Regions from separate parts of the Mus musculus genome. Here region 2 is linked to region 1. The links are chromatin contacts, called in public Hi-C maps. All regions are on one chromosome and are shown on one strand. Each heading gives the region's core, a stretch centred on a gene start, on an enhancer-like site or on the middle of the called end of the contact. The rest is flanking DNA. Distances are from core to core; before and after follow the strand shown. Region 1 overlaps 4921511C10Rik (RIKEN cDNA 4921511C10 gene). Region 2 holds the start of Gm40072 (a long non-coding RNA gene).

Region 1 (6,034 bases), core at 2,013-4,512:
TTTAAGGAAATCTGTAAGCACTGATGTTGAATCAGTGCATACGTAAGTGTTCTCTCCATACAGCAAAAGTGTGTAAGTATTCAAAACGATTTTAAAGCAGTATGAAGAATGACTCCCTTCTGTGTGTCCATTCTCTAGCACCCTTTCACATACTTGAGAAAGTCTCATGATGCTAGTCATTTGCTTAATTACCTATTTTAAACAAATGGGATCATTCTGCATATGTAGCTTTTACCCTTTCGTATTTCTGTGAGCTGACCTGTCAGCGGGTGTGCAGCCTTCCTCTGCATGCGTGTTGTTTTGGCAGTCCTTAAGGTGGATAGTTAAGTATTTTCACAGACTTTGAGTACACATACCGTGTGCATGCATGCATTTGTAGATTGCCTTAGTCCGTGTTCTGTTGCTTTGAAGAGGTACTATGACCATTGCAACTCTTATGAAAGGAAGCATTTAATTGGAAGCTTACTTACAGTTTTAGAGGTTTAGTCCATTATAATTATGGCAGGGAGCACCATAGCATGCGCACAAGTGTGGCAGCAGTATCTGAGACCATTACATCCTGATCCAAAGACACACACACACACACAGAGACAGAGACAGAGACAGAGACTGAGTGAATGACTGGGACTGACTTGGGATTTTGAAACCTCAAAATCCACCCCTTAGTGACACTTCCTTCTTCAAGGGCACATTTCCTAATCCTTCTAATCTGTTCAGATAGATCTATTCCTTATGAGCCTAAGGGGGCATTCTCATTCAAGATACTGCAAAGATATATTTTGTGAGATGATTATGGATTCAATTCCTACTAGTGGAATTGCTGAATGTGTATGCATATATTTAATATTTTGCTAGATATTGCCACATGGCTCATGGAATAAGCAGTACCTATTTATATTTCTGACAACAGTTTGGAAGAATCCAACCCTGCAATGAATTTTAATAAACTTTCAATTTGGCTGATCTGAGAAATATATTAATGTTAGATAGCATTTCCTTGATTGTGATTTTGATGTATTTTCCTATTTTTTACTGGATGGTATTAAAAGGTAGTTTCAATAGTTTTATTTATTTCACCCAGAAATATCTATTTTCCTTTTATACAGAGAATGCTATTTGGAACAGCTTTTAAAGTGGTTTAATGTGGATATTTATTTTTCTTTCCTGTGATGTTATTTAGAACCTGTAGATCATAGTAATATCATGCTTTTTATTTCTTTCTTCTGCTAAAGTCAGAAGATAATTGATTTTTTTTATAAGTTTGACAAGTGAGGACCATTTTCTCACATATATTGAAACTCAGTAGATTTCTGATGAAACCAGTAAGCAGTTTATTTTGAAAATAAATTATGGGATGGAAAATCCTACAGGCACGTTGGCAAGTGGTTTGGGGCAGATGATCAAATATTTCAGTTCTATGTCTACATTTTTTGAGTCAGTTTCACACAACAGCTGCTGTGGGGGAAGGGCTGACTTAACTAGAATACTTTATGATTCCTTCAGAAATGGAAAAGAAATGTATTTGGTTACTGAGGGTAAAGTGTATTGCTCAATAAATAAAAGATCATCTTAAACAATTCTATAGTTTAGTTTTTTTTTATTTTTAGTATTTTGAATTAGTTTTCTATCTTAGTAATTGTAGTACTTATTAACAGTTTCTGGCTTTTTTTTTTCTCGTGCCAGGGTGTGTGTTAAGGCCCCGTGGGATCACCTTTGCTGTGCGATGCTCATCACCCACTTTCAGAGGCATGGAAGCACAGTGGTTGGTCAGGCTGCTGCAGTGGTCAGAGGTGGGGCTTGTGGACAGACTCAAGGCATGGTGACAAACCTCTGTAATCATAGCACATGGGTGGTTGAGGCAGGAGTCTAGTCTGAGCTCCATAGGGAGATGTTGTTTCAAAGAACAAACCAATACATAATGAAAAGCCCAAACCAAAATGGTTTTCAAGTGTTGTGAGAATGGATCCCAACAATAGGGAAGGGCGTACATTATTTGTTCACTGAGCCTGTTTTATCAACATAGATATTTATTATAAAAACAAGAATCCTTATGCATTTTGTAATAAGTCAGGAGGATTTTTTTTTCCTTTCTATTTCTGTTTCCCCTAATCTCCATATTTTCATTTTTTCTAATTTTGCTTTTGAAAAATGCTGGTGTTTGTTCTACTTTTGGTGGAAGCCTTTCCTGTGTAGTCTTGGGAAGTCTGTGGAATAGATGTGCATTGAGCTTTGTTTAGGGAGCTCTGGGGAGTTGGCTCAGTGATTAAGACCATTGCTGTGCATTTGAGAGGACCAGAGTTTGGAGCCTTACAACTCACATAAAAGGCTGAGAGTGTGTGTGCCCACTTGTTACCCCAGCACTTGGGTAGAAGACCCTTGGCACACCCTGGCTAGCCAGACTAGCTGAATGGGCGAGCTGTGTGGGTTTAGTGAGATACTCTGACTTGGTCAATGCAGTGCAGTGGGATTGAAGAGGACCCCCAGTGCTGACTGACATCTGCCCTCCACTGGTTTTCTATGCCACACACAGACTGTTCTGTGTGAAGAGCTGTAAGCTGTGTGATCAGCGTGGTTACCTTCACAGTCGCTGTAGCTGAGTCAGACGTTATATCTTCGTAAAACTGCTTATCAAAGAGGTTTTACAAGGTTGTTAGAATGACTTTTTAAAAACAATTGTTTCTCTTTCTCTTTTTCTTTCTTTTTTTTTTGTCACTGTGTCACACTGTAGCCCAGGGTAGCTTTGCTCTCTACATCAGTCTTCCTTCCTCCACCTTACAGTAGTGCTGAGACTTACAGGCTGCACCACAGCACACAGGGCCTCTGCATGCTCAGCAAGCATGCAATACATATATATACTAAGTATACAATGTTGGAAATCCAGTGTGGCTATGAGTTTATAAGTGATTCATGGGACACCCTAACTTTTATGGATTCACATTAGGTACAGAATGTAAGCTGTTGAAGAATTATTAAGATGGCCATTGGCGTATTTCGTTAACCAAGCTTGGATTGTATTAAATCCTACTGTTTCCTTACCGGTTTATCCTTGTACTCCGGACCCTTCAGTCAGTGCCTTATCTTCTCAGACGGCTGACTCTTCCGACCTGCGTTTTCTTTGACAACCTGAGGATTAGTGGTAGATATCCATCCTTTGGCATTTCTCTGATGTTTTTCCTCCTCGATGGGCCGTGGTTATGGGTGCTCCTGAGATCACAGATATAAAGAAACCACTTCCCGCTTCACATTGTTGGTGCAGACCATGACTGCTGGCTGAGTTAGCACTTGTCACGTCTCTTTCAGAACATGCCCTGACCAGAGCTTCTGTCCTTTGGATGCAAGTCTCTCAAGGGGTGGAGAGTTAAGCTTCCTTCCTGGAGGGAGGATGGAGCGTCCGTGTAGACTGCAGTACCGCATTTGAATTCTGTGAATTAGATTTTATTCATCTCAGCATGGATTTGGGCATAGTGACTCTAGATTATCACATTACATGGTATTTCTCACACTTTCCCAGCCCTTTCAGCGCATTCCTGTCCACACAGTGCTGTGGGCTCATTTTCCAGTCCAGCCCTAGGACCAGGGAGATCTTGAAAGAAGACAGGTTCTTTCTAGCACCAGGGTGCAGGGAGTGTTGTTGCTTCTGGGATGTTCCTTCTAGCATCCCCTCACAGAACCAGAAACAGATGTGCACAGACTGGCACGTGCTAAGTGTAGGTACTTGTGCTGTCAAGGCATGCATGACACTCTCTTATTTTTAGTTCTGTGCTGACAGGTAGCTAGTTCGGGACCCCACCCAGTGGGCAAGTACTCGTCCCGGAACTGTATTCCCAGGCAGCGGCTGGGCCTTTGAAGCTTCCCTGGGCGATTTTAATTTGGAGCTTAGTCTGAGGACTGCTGTTCCTCACTTTACAGAAACACAGATGAGGATGCCTTATTATTAAATATTAAAATCAGTCAATTGTATGTGCGCGTGTGCGCATGTGTGGACATGTTTGTGTGGCCATGTGTGCATGTGCGGTAAGGGGCCAGGAGAGTCAGAGTCATGTAGTAGTAGTCATGTCTAGCCACGACCTTGTGATCATCCTGCCTCAGCCTCTTGTCTTTCAAGTGCTAGGGTTATAGGCATGCACCACCATTCCTGGCTGAGTATGACATGGCTTAGTAATTGAGGAATATAGTTAGAGACTAGAGGGGTCCTTTTTCTTTAGATCCTTTTTTCTTTAGACTGAGCCTCCAGTGTCTGTATATGGTGAGGAACTATCAGCACAGGAGGGCTGAGCTTTTCCTGGCATGTATAGCATCCCCACCCCCAAACCCTGACATCGAATCTTGCTGTTTCTTTAAGAAAGGATCTATCTAGACTTTAGAAGAAAGGTAGGGCGTTCCAGGAAGGATGCTATGTAAACTTATAAGTGAAGGTTTGATTTTAAATTCAGTTGAGAATTAGCCAACTTTACAATAAGGTGAACACATTTCAGTACGTGGAAGGAAGGAAGCATATATGTTAGCTGTTTGTTTAGTGTTTGAGGGAACAAAGAACTGTGCTTTAATTTGTTACACTGTTTCTAATCCTCTCAGTCCCTAAGTGCTGCCGCTAACAAGGGCATGCACGCTGGCTGGTAGATAAAGACTTACCTTTTAATAGATGATTGATAGTCTCCTTTAGACAGGAGTGCTTTTAGTAAGTTGGGGCTATTCTAGCTCCAGGATCTTAGGGTTCCACTGCTATTAATATATGATGTTATAATTTAAAGAAGTGAATGTTTTCTCCTAGCGGTCAGAATTCTCTGTGGACTAAATAGGAGACTGTCAGTCTGTAGTAGGCAGGTAGGATTTAGAAAGGACAGTTACAGTAGCTGGTTCCTTCCCTTACTGGAACCTCTGTTATGTGGCTTTTCCTCTTTGTTCTCTAAGGAGGAAAGGAAGCAAGCACACTGTATTATCGACTAACACACTGCCTTGAACATTTCCATCTTCTGAAATGCTTGCACTCGTAAGTTGGTTTTGTTTTGGGGAATGATTACATCTGGTGTCACCAAGTGCAGATTACCATCGCTGCTCCCCCTCCCCCCCCCCCCCCCCGGCCCCCCAGCCTTCACTTTAGATTGCTCCAGAAACAGGGGGTTACTTCAAGCACTTAGAACTAGTGGTTGGTAATGCAGTTTGTCTGTCAGTGTAGTGAATTTGTTTAGTAAACCGTTTTTGGTGATAGCAGATTGAATTAATGATCAACTAAGGACATAGCAGACTCCTTCCCTCCCTCCCTCCTTTCCTTCTTGTTATACTGGGGATTGAATCTAGGGCTTCATACATTTTAAGCCACCATCATACTACAGAGCTAAATCTTCAGCAAACACCCTCCCCACAGGTTAATTTTAATTTTGAGGTAAAGTCTCACTGCCTTATCCAGGGTGTCTTGAACTGACTTTGTAGCCCAGAAGGGTTTTGAACTTGGATCTTGTCTCAGGATGTGATTACAGGCGTGCAACCCAGGCACAGCCCAGAAAAGCGTTTATATATATATATATATATTTGGAGTCAGGTACAGAGAGAGATTTATGACTCGCTTAGGCTCTCAGAGAAGACTCTACTCTAGATTCAGGTTCCTTGCTGTTTAAGAATTCTACATTTGGGCCAGTGAGATCACTCCAAAAGTAAAGACAATTGCCCCCAAGTTGACCTGTGTTCAATCCCTGGGCTCCACATGGTGGAAGGAGAGAACTGACTTCCTCAAGTTTTTCTCTGACTTCCACATGCACTGTGGCAAGTGTATATACCTGAGTATGTGTGCACCCCTCCCCCAACAGAGAAATTAGTGTTGAAAAGAAATTGTGCATTAGAGCAAGTGAATGGAGACAAGTTCTGCTTTGGTAGAAATTAGTGGTAGGAGTGTGAAGGTGATCTCAGAATCACAGGCACATTTTATTTGTCCAGAAACCAATTATATAGCTTTATGTAAACACATAGTATATAAACCACTCTCTTGGTTTGTAAGTATATATACACATATGTGTGTGTGTACATGTGTATGTATGTG
Region 2 (6,034 bases), core at 1,954-4,453, 85 kb before region 1:
ATGCCAGTCAGAGGAGGAACTTGTCTCCTGGAAAGAGATTTCACATAGTTTTGCCACAGCGATTGGAACCAAGACAACCAGGGGCCACGTAAAGGGACTTGACCATGACTGCTTAGTTACATATGAAAAACCTAAATCTCATTAACATGAGACCCCCAAATATGGATTTAGGGAAGAGTCTGAACCTCTCTGTCCCTCTTCTCATGGTGAATAACTCAACTGCTTTGTAACCTTACTTACTTCATTAGGTAGTCTGTTGAGGATTAGTGATCCAGCCTAACTTGCTAGAGCAGCTGCCAAGGCCTAGGTGCTGATCTTAACTCCAGTAACAATTCTGGCAAGCTCCTTTGAACTGTTGTAACTGTTTGTAACTGTTTAGCGTAGGGCGGGGGGGGGGGGCGGGGGGGGGGGGGCTGTCCTTTAGTGATTAGCTCTGTCCTTCAGAGTTTTTCTCAACTGTTTTGGTTTGTTGAACTATTTGGGCTGTTGCACCATTTGTTTGACAAGCCTTATCCATTTGGAAGCTCTTTTGAACAAATTGGGTATGCTGTTGGGATATTTGGGCATCTGCTGGGTTACAGGGAAGGTTGAGATGTGTTGCTCTTTGGGGCTCTGTTGAAGTGAGTGAGACCGAGAAGCAACGGTATTGAGACCTGTGTGGTCACTTATTTAACCACGAAACATGTTAAGTGTGTACTATGGTGGTTTCCCCTAGGGAGAATTCTGTCCGGCTAGTCTTCTGTAACCTTTGATGCTCTCTAAGACAGCACGGGAGCATGACTCAGCTTCCTCTAGAGTTCCAGAAAATGATGCATGGCAAACCTCTGGGTGCTTCAGTGGTGAATTTGCAGGTGTTGAACTTACTGCAAACTAAAATTACTCTTCTTGACATGCCTGATTTGGGGTGTATGTGTATTCACATATGGATGGATTTAGGTATTTGGACATGATTTCTGTACTACATTAGTATGCATTGCCTGGGTTTTTTTTCTCTCTCTCTCTCTCTTACTTTGAAAATATAGATCAAATGTAACAATTTACTTTTATACTATAGAACTTAAAACTGAAAGAAAAAAAAAACTACCTCATCCATCCAATTAAAATGTTAACTATATAGTTGAAAGGTTAATTTTGAACTTCCTTCCTGATGGAATGATTTAGGTCTAGGGCAAGACAGATTTTTATAGACCTATATAAACCAGGCTGTCCTTGAACTTACAAAGCTCCACCTTCCTCTGCCTCTATCAAGATTTTATGTTTTAGTAACACAACTACTTGGTGGGTTTTTTTTGGTTTGGTTTTTGGTTTTTGGTTTTGTTTTGTCTTGTTTTTTGATGATTTTGTTGAGATTTTGACTAGTTAGAAAACTATCTAGGGAGACTTAAAGACATGTTTAAGTCTTTAAAATGATCATTTTATAAGCAACTATTTAAAAAGATTTCGATTCCCTGTACACCTGTGACTAGGAACACATGGAGTTGTGTGTCCAAATCTCTGTAGTATGCACAAGACTGCAGAGTTGTAAATGTGTAAATGCAACACGTGCAAAGTGGCCAATACGTGCTGTCTCATGCAACATACATTATATAGACTGTCAATATGCAATACATACTATATATAACCTGTCAACATATAAAATGGACACTGAAGTTCTTTTGACATTTCTGCTATTTTGAGTCAATACAATTGAGATTAAACACCTGCCATTTGGAGTCAAATGTCTATTTGCTTGACTACGTCAATTATATATAAGGGGCTTATTTCTACATCAGAAAATAAGTCTGCTTCTGGTGGTCACTAGTCCAAAATTTATAAGAGGTCAAGTGCTTTTATTCTTGTAACTGCTGTAGATGTATTAGCCCACTGAGCCATTAATTCTAAAATGTGGCTCAAAATTAGAAGCTGAGTTGACAAAGACCTCTGTGTGGTTGTTCTGTGTAATGATGCTAATGGTTGCTGTCTCCTTTATATGTGAATGTATGCTTATCCCTGCTGCAGATTAGTGAATTTCTCAACTGTTGTTAGAGGAGCTTCTTTTTGCAGAGGATGGTGATTAACAAGAGACCCACAACTGGTCATGGTGCACAGATGCTCAGCCTGTCTCACACTCCCTTCTCCCGAGGCTCAGGTATCATCATGGGATCAGAGCTGTAAAGGATGTAAGAGCCAGAGGTTGTGGATTCCTAGGCGACAGTGAGACAGTGTTTACCAGGCAGAGGAGGGAAGTTACCCATACGAACTCACAGTGGATGTGGCATTGTGCATAAAACCCGTGCAAGCTCAAGCCAGACCAAAGCCCAGCACTGAGAAGTGAGCTCAAAACTCTCACTGTTGGTTGAAAAGCCTTTGGCAATCAATAGCTAGTGGGAGAAGAAAAGTCAGTTTTCTTTAAATGTTTGGCCCCTAGTGGGTTGACCATACTTTAGTGAATGACGTATACCCAAGAGTTCTTAGACAGCACACATTGTACACACTGGGCTTCCCAAGGGGAAGAAAGTGGTGGGGACCACAAGGTTGGGTAGGTAAGTAAAGAGTGGTGGACCTGGGGGGAGTTGGGGGATGGGTGGGGAGGGGAATATGATCAAATGCCTTCTCTGAAATTTGCAAAGAATTGGTAAAACTTATTGTTTAAAGAAGGAAGAAAAAAGTTACAATAAGAAAGAAATAAAAAAGAAATAAATGCAAGAAATAAATAAAAACCATTTATACACACACAGATTTGCATGTCTACCATTTCAAAAACTCTTTTTTTTTTTTTTTTCCACAGTGCTAGAGATGGAACACAGGACCCCACATGGCTAGGCAAATGCTCTGCCACTAAGCTACATCTTTTCAGACTCTTCACATTCTCTCTGGTTTTCTTAGGGGCCCAGTTTATATCAGACTTTGAATTAGAAGCACTCCTGCCGGGTCCCGATTGGCTACATTTTTGTCTACTAATGTTTATCGTCCATATCAGGAAACAGTCTACAGGAGCAATCTGTCTCGCTCTCCTTATCTACTTACTAAGTCCCTGTCACTTTACAATAGATTCTTGGTAATCTGAAAAATGCCAAGGTGCTCTTAGATAAATGAAACCCCAAGCAATGAGGAAGAATTGGCAACATACTTTTGAGAAGGGTCTGAAGAACAAGCAGGTCACAGTGAGTTCTCAACTAGGCTGCCACTCCCTGTGCTTTGCTGAGCCCTGGCCTAGGATCTGCACAGCCCAGTAGTTAGAGACTCGATGTTCCAAAGGCCATGATGTAATACGTGTCACAGCACAAGCGTGTCCCAGAGAAAAAGCAGAAAGGAAAAGTGACACAGCGCAAACCATTGGCATTTAGAGAAGGAAAGGCTGACTGTGAGAGGGTGTCCACCTTCTTTAAGGGATGCTGGCTCATTCAGGTGATCGTACAGTCCATAGAGATGTTGTTTTGGCTTTCTCTAGGTGGTCTAGGAATAGAAGACATCCTCATGCCTCTTCCAAAACTCTGCACTTGAGATTAGCCAAAAGAGACTGCCATTTTATCTGTACAGAGAGGACTTGGGTTTCCTCTGTCACTGTCCTGCACTGGTACCAGAATGCTGGAACCTTACAGCGAAAGCTTGTCATCATGGCCTAGTTCCCACTAAACTTCAAAATGCTCAGTTACCTGGAAAGGGTTCTCAGGAAGTTTCTCAGTATGCAGCTTTGTCTCTTTCATCGCGCAGAAAGCAGCCAGCCTGTTCGCAAAGGTTTTCCCTCCTTTAGGAATCTCTGTTGGTTTCGAGCCAAGTGGCTGTGAGCCCAAGGTAATAGTAAACCCAGGCCGCTGACACTGGTCGGCTTACAAAGATGTTGTCAACAAAACATGTTTGCAATAATAACTAACATGGTTTTTTTTTTAATTGAGATAATTTCCCAAATAATAGTTTTAAGAGTTATTTTAAGTTGAAATAGGAGGTGTATCTCAGTGGTAGTTTTTAACCTAGCTTGCCCCAAACTGGAAAAAAAAAAAATTAGGGGCTAGAGAGATAGCTCAGTGGTTAGGAGCACTGGCTGCTCTTCCAGAGGACTGGGGTTCAATTCCCAGCACCCACATGGCAGCTCACAACTGTCTGTAACTCCAGTCCTAGAGGATCTGGCACCTCACACAGACAGACATATAATCAAAATACCAATCATACTAAGTAACTAAATCTTAAAAAAGAAATACATCAATGCATACAAAGCACTCACGCTTTTAGTTGCAGAATGTGATTTAACTGACTTAATTACAGATGTTGGGATGGGGAGAGGGGCCAATAGCTCAGCCGTCGTCCAGCATACACTGGGTAAGATGGGAAGCAAGGACGAATAAAATGAAAGAATGCACGTCAACGTTATCTTGGATAAGAAAACGAAATTAACTCTTCTTTATTGATACAACAATGGAGAGGGAAATCCACTGCTATTACAAATGAGCTGAAAGCTAGATTCGCAAGAATAGCTAGCTGCACAGCTCACACAGCTGTTTGCATTTAGTAGAAGACAGCAGAGGCTGGGCTGGAGAGATGGCTCAGTGGTTAAGAGCACTGACTGCTCTTCCAGAGGTCCTGAGTTCAATTCCCAGCAGCCACGTGGTGGCTCAGAACCATCTGTAATGGGATCTGATGCCCTCTTCTGGTGTGTCTGAAGACGGTGACAGTGTACTCACATATATTAAATAAATAGAAGAGAGAGAAGAGAGGTATGCACTTCAACAATCTAGTGACTGCATGCATTAGGATGCAAACAGTCTCTTCCCTGAAGACGCATGCAACTGTGTCCCACCTCAGGTTCAAGCTCTTTCTACAGGAGTCATCAGAGTAGTGGCGGCGGCAGTGGCTTTCACGCATCTGCCCTCTCTTGCGGCTGCCTTCCCATCACAACCTTTTTCTGCAACACAGCCGTTTAAGTTCACTTTGCGTGCCAGAACTAGATGATTGTTGTCCGACGCCGCCACATCCTCTACGCTCTGCCGGGACTGCTCATGCAGCCGTGTGGTTGGTTTCCATCTCTGGTCCAGGTATACTTTCTTGATTTATATATATTATAAATTACTAGACACTGATTGTCACCAAAATAATTTTCTATTGTAATTTTATTACAAACTAATACAGCTTTCTGAAAAGTTACCAGAGAAGAGATGTAACGAAGAAGAGGCACTGTCACGTTTCAATGGTCTACATTCATTCAACACACATTCGTCATCATCCCCCACTCCCCCCCCACCACCACACACACACCCTTTTTTTTCTTTAAAGATTTATTTATTATTATAAATAAGTACACTGTAGCTGTCTTCAGACCCTCCAGAAGGGGGAGTCAGATCTCATTACGGGTGGTTGTGAGCCACCAAGTGGTTGCTGGGATTTGAACTCTGGACCTTCGGAAGAGCAGTCGGGTGCTCTTACCCACTGAGCCATCTCTCCAGCCCCACACACCCTTTTTTAAAATAAGTAATCTTAAAAAGCCTGCTGGGCCAATTAAGCTTTTTTTATTTTTCTATTCTTTCAAGACTCTAAGACATTTTTATTGACTACCTAATATTACTGCAATAGCTTTAAGTTATTTTTGGTTTTACTATTATTTACATGCACATGTGGAGGTCAGAGAGCAGCTTGAGAGAGTCAGGTCTCTCCTTCCACCATGTGAGTCTCAGGAATGTAACTCAAGTTGACAGGTTTGGTGGCAAATGCCTTTACCTGCTGGGTAGTCTTGCCCACATCCCACAGGTTTAGAAATGATTGGGAGAATATGAATAAAGGTCTAAAACATAGATAAAATTTAACAGTGTTACATGGGGTGGTGACTACGTGGTTTTGAAGCCTAGTTTTATTTTTATTAATTTTTTTATTTCTGGGGACAAAAACCAGAGTCTTGTCCATGTTAAAATGTTCTCTGTCCCCAAGTTCCACGCCTGTCTTTCCCCACATAATCTTGAGCACAGCTTGGGATTTTCAGGTAACTTTCCCTGAAGGCATTTCTTCTTTAAAATGCCCTGAATTTTTATCATTCTTTGGGAAACACTGGTCACCTGTTCTCAATTTT

What was found. A called contact is a pair of places that touch in the nucleus more often than the background predicts.
Region 2: a contact with region 1 is called in a Hi-C map of the G1E-ER4 cell line, with 3 times the contacts expected there. The contact joins two enhancer-like sites. A contact is called at or near these places in 2 of 39 promoter capture datasets (cranial neural crest and liver), 7 of 484 Hi-C or Micro-C datasets (the G1E-ER4 cell line, Th2 cells, embryonic stem cells and 3 more), 3 of 115 datasets of contacts at active chromatin or transcription factors (CD8 T cells, acute myeloid leukemia and embryonic stem cells) and 4 of 9 other capture datasets (adipose tissue, liver, macrophages and 1 more).

The regions. Positions count from the first base shown.
Region 1 is chr3:79,245,564-79,251,597 of GRCm38.p6, reverse strand. It overlaps 4921511C10Rik (RIKEN cDNA 4921511C10 gene), which reads right to left. Exons shown (of 3, transcript NR_045502.1): 2 at 3,037-3,421. It also overlaps a transcript of Rapgef2 not described here. Among named protein-coding and RNA genes, the nearest start is that of 4921511C10Rik, 36 kb to the right of the region's middle. Within about 2 kb of position 3,262, at least 65 of the 459 cell types and tissues checked have an H3K27ac peak or open chromatin away from gene starts, as enhancers often do. A contact at or near this core is called in the G1E-ER4 cell line, where this site is marked.
Region 2 is chr3:79,330,965-79,336,998 of GRCm38.p6, reverse strand. It overlaps Gm40072 (a long non-coding RNA gene), which reads left to right and starts at 423. Exons shown (of 3, transcript XR_867363.1): 1 at 423-542; 2 at 1,999-2,128; 3 at 2,768-2,794. It also overlaps a transcript of Gm17359 not described here. Within about 2 kb of position 3,203, at least 5 of the 459 cell types and tissues checked have an H3K27ac peak or open chromatin away from gene starts, as enhancers often do. A contact at or near this core is called in the G1E-ER4 cell line, where this site is marked.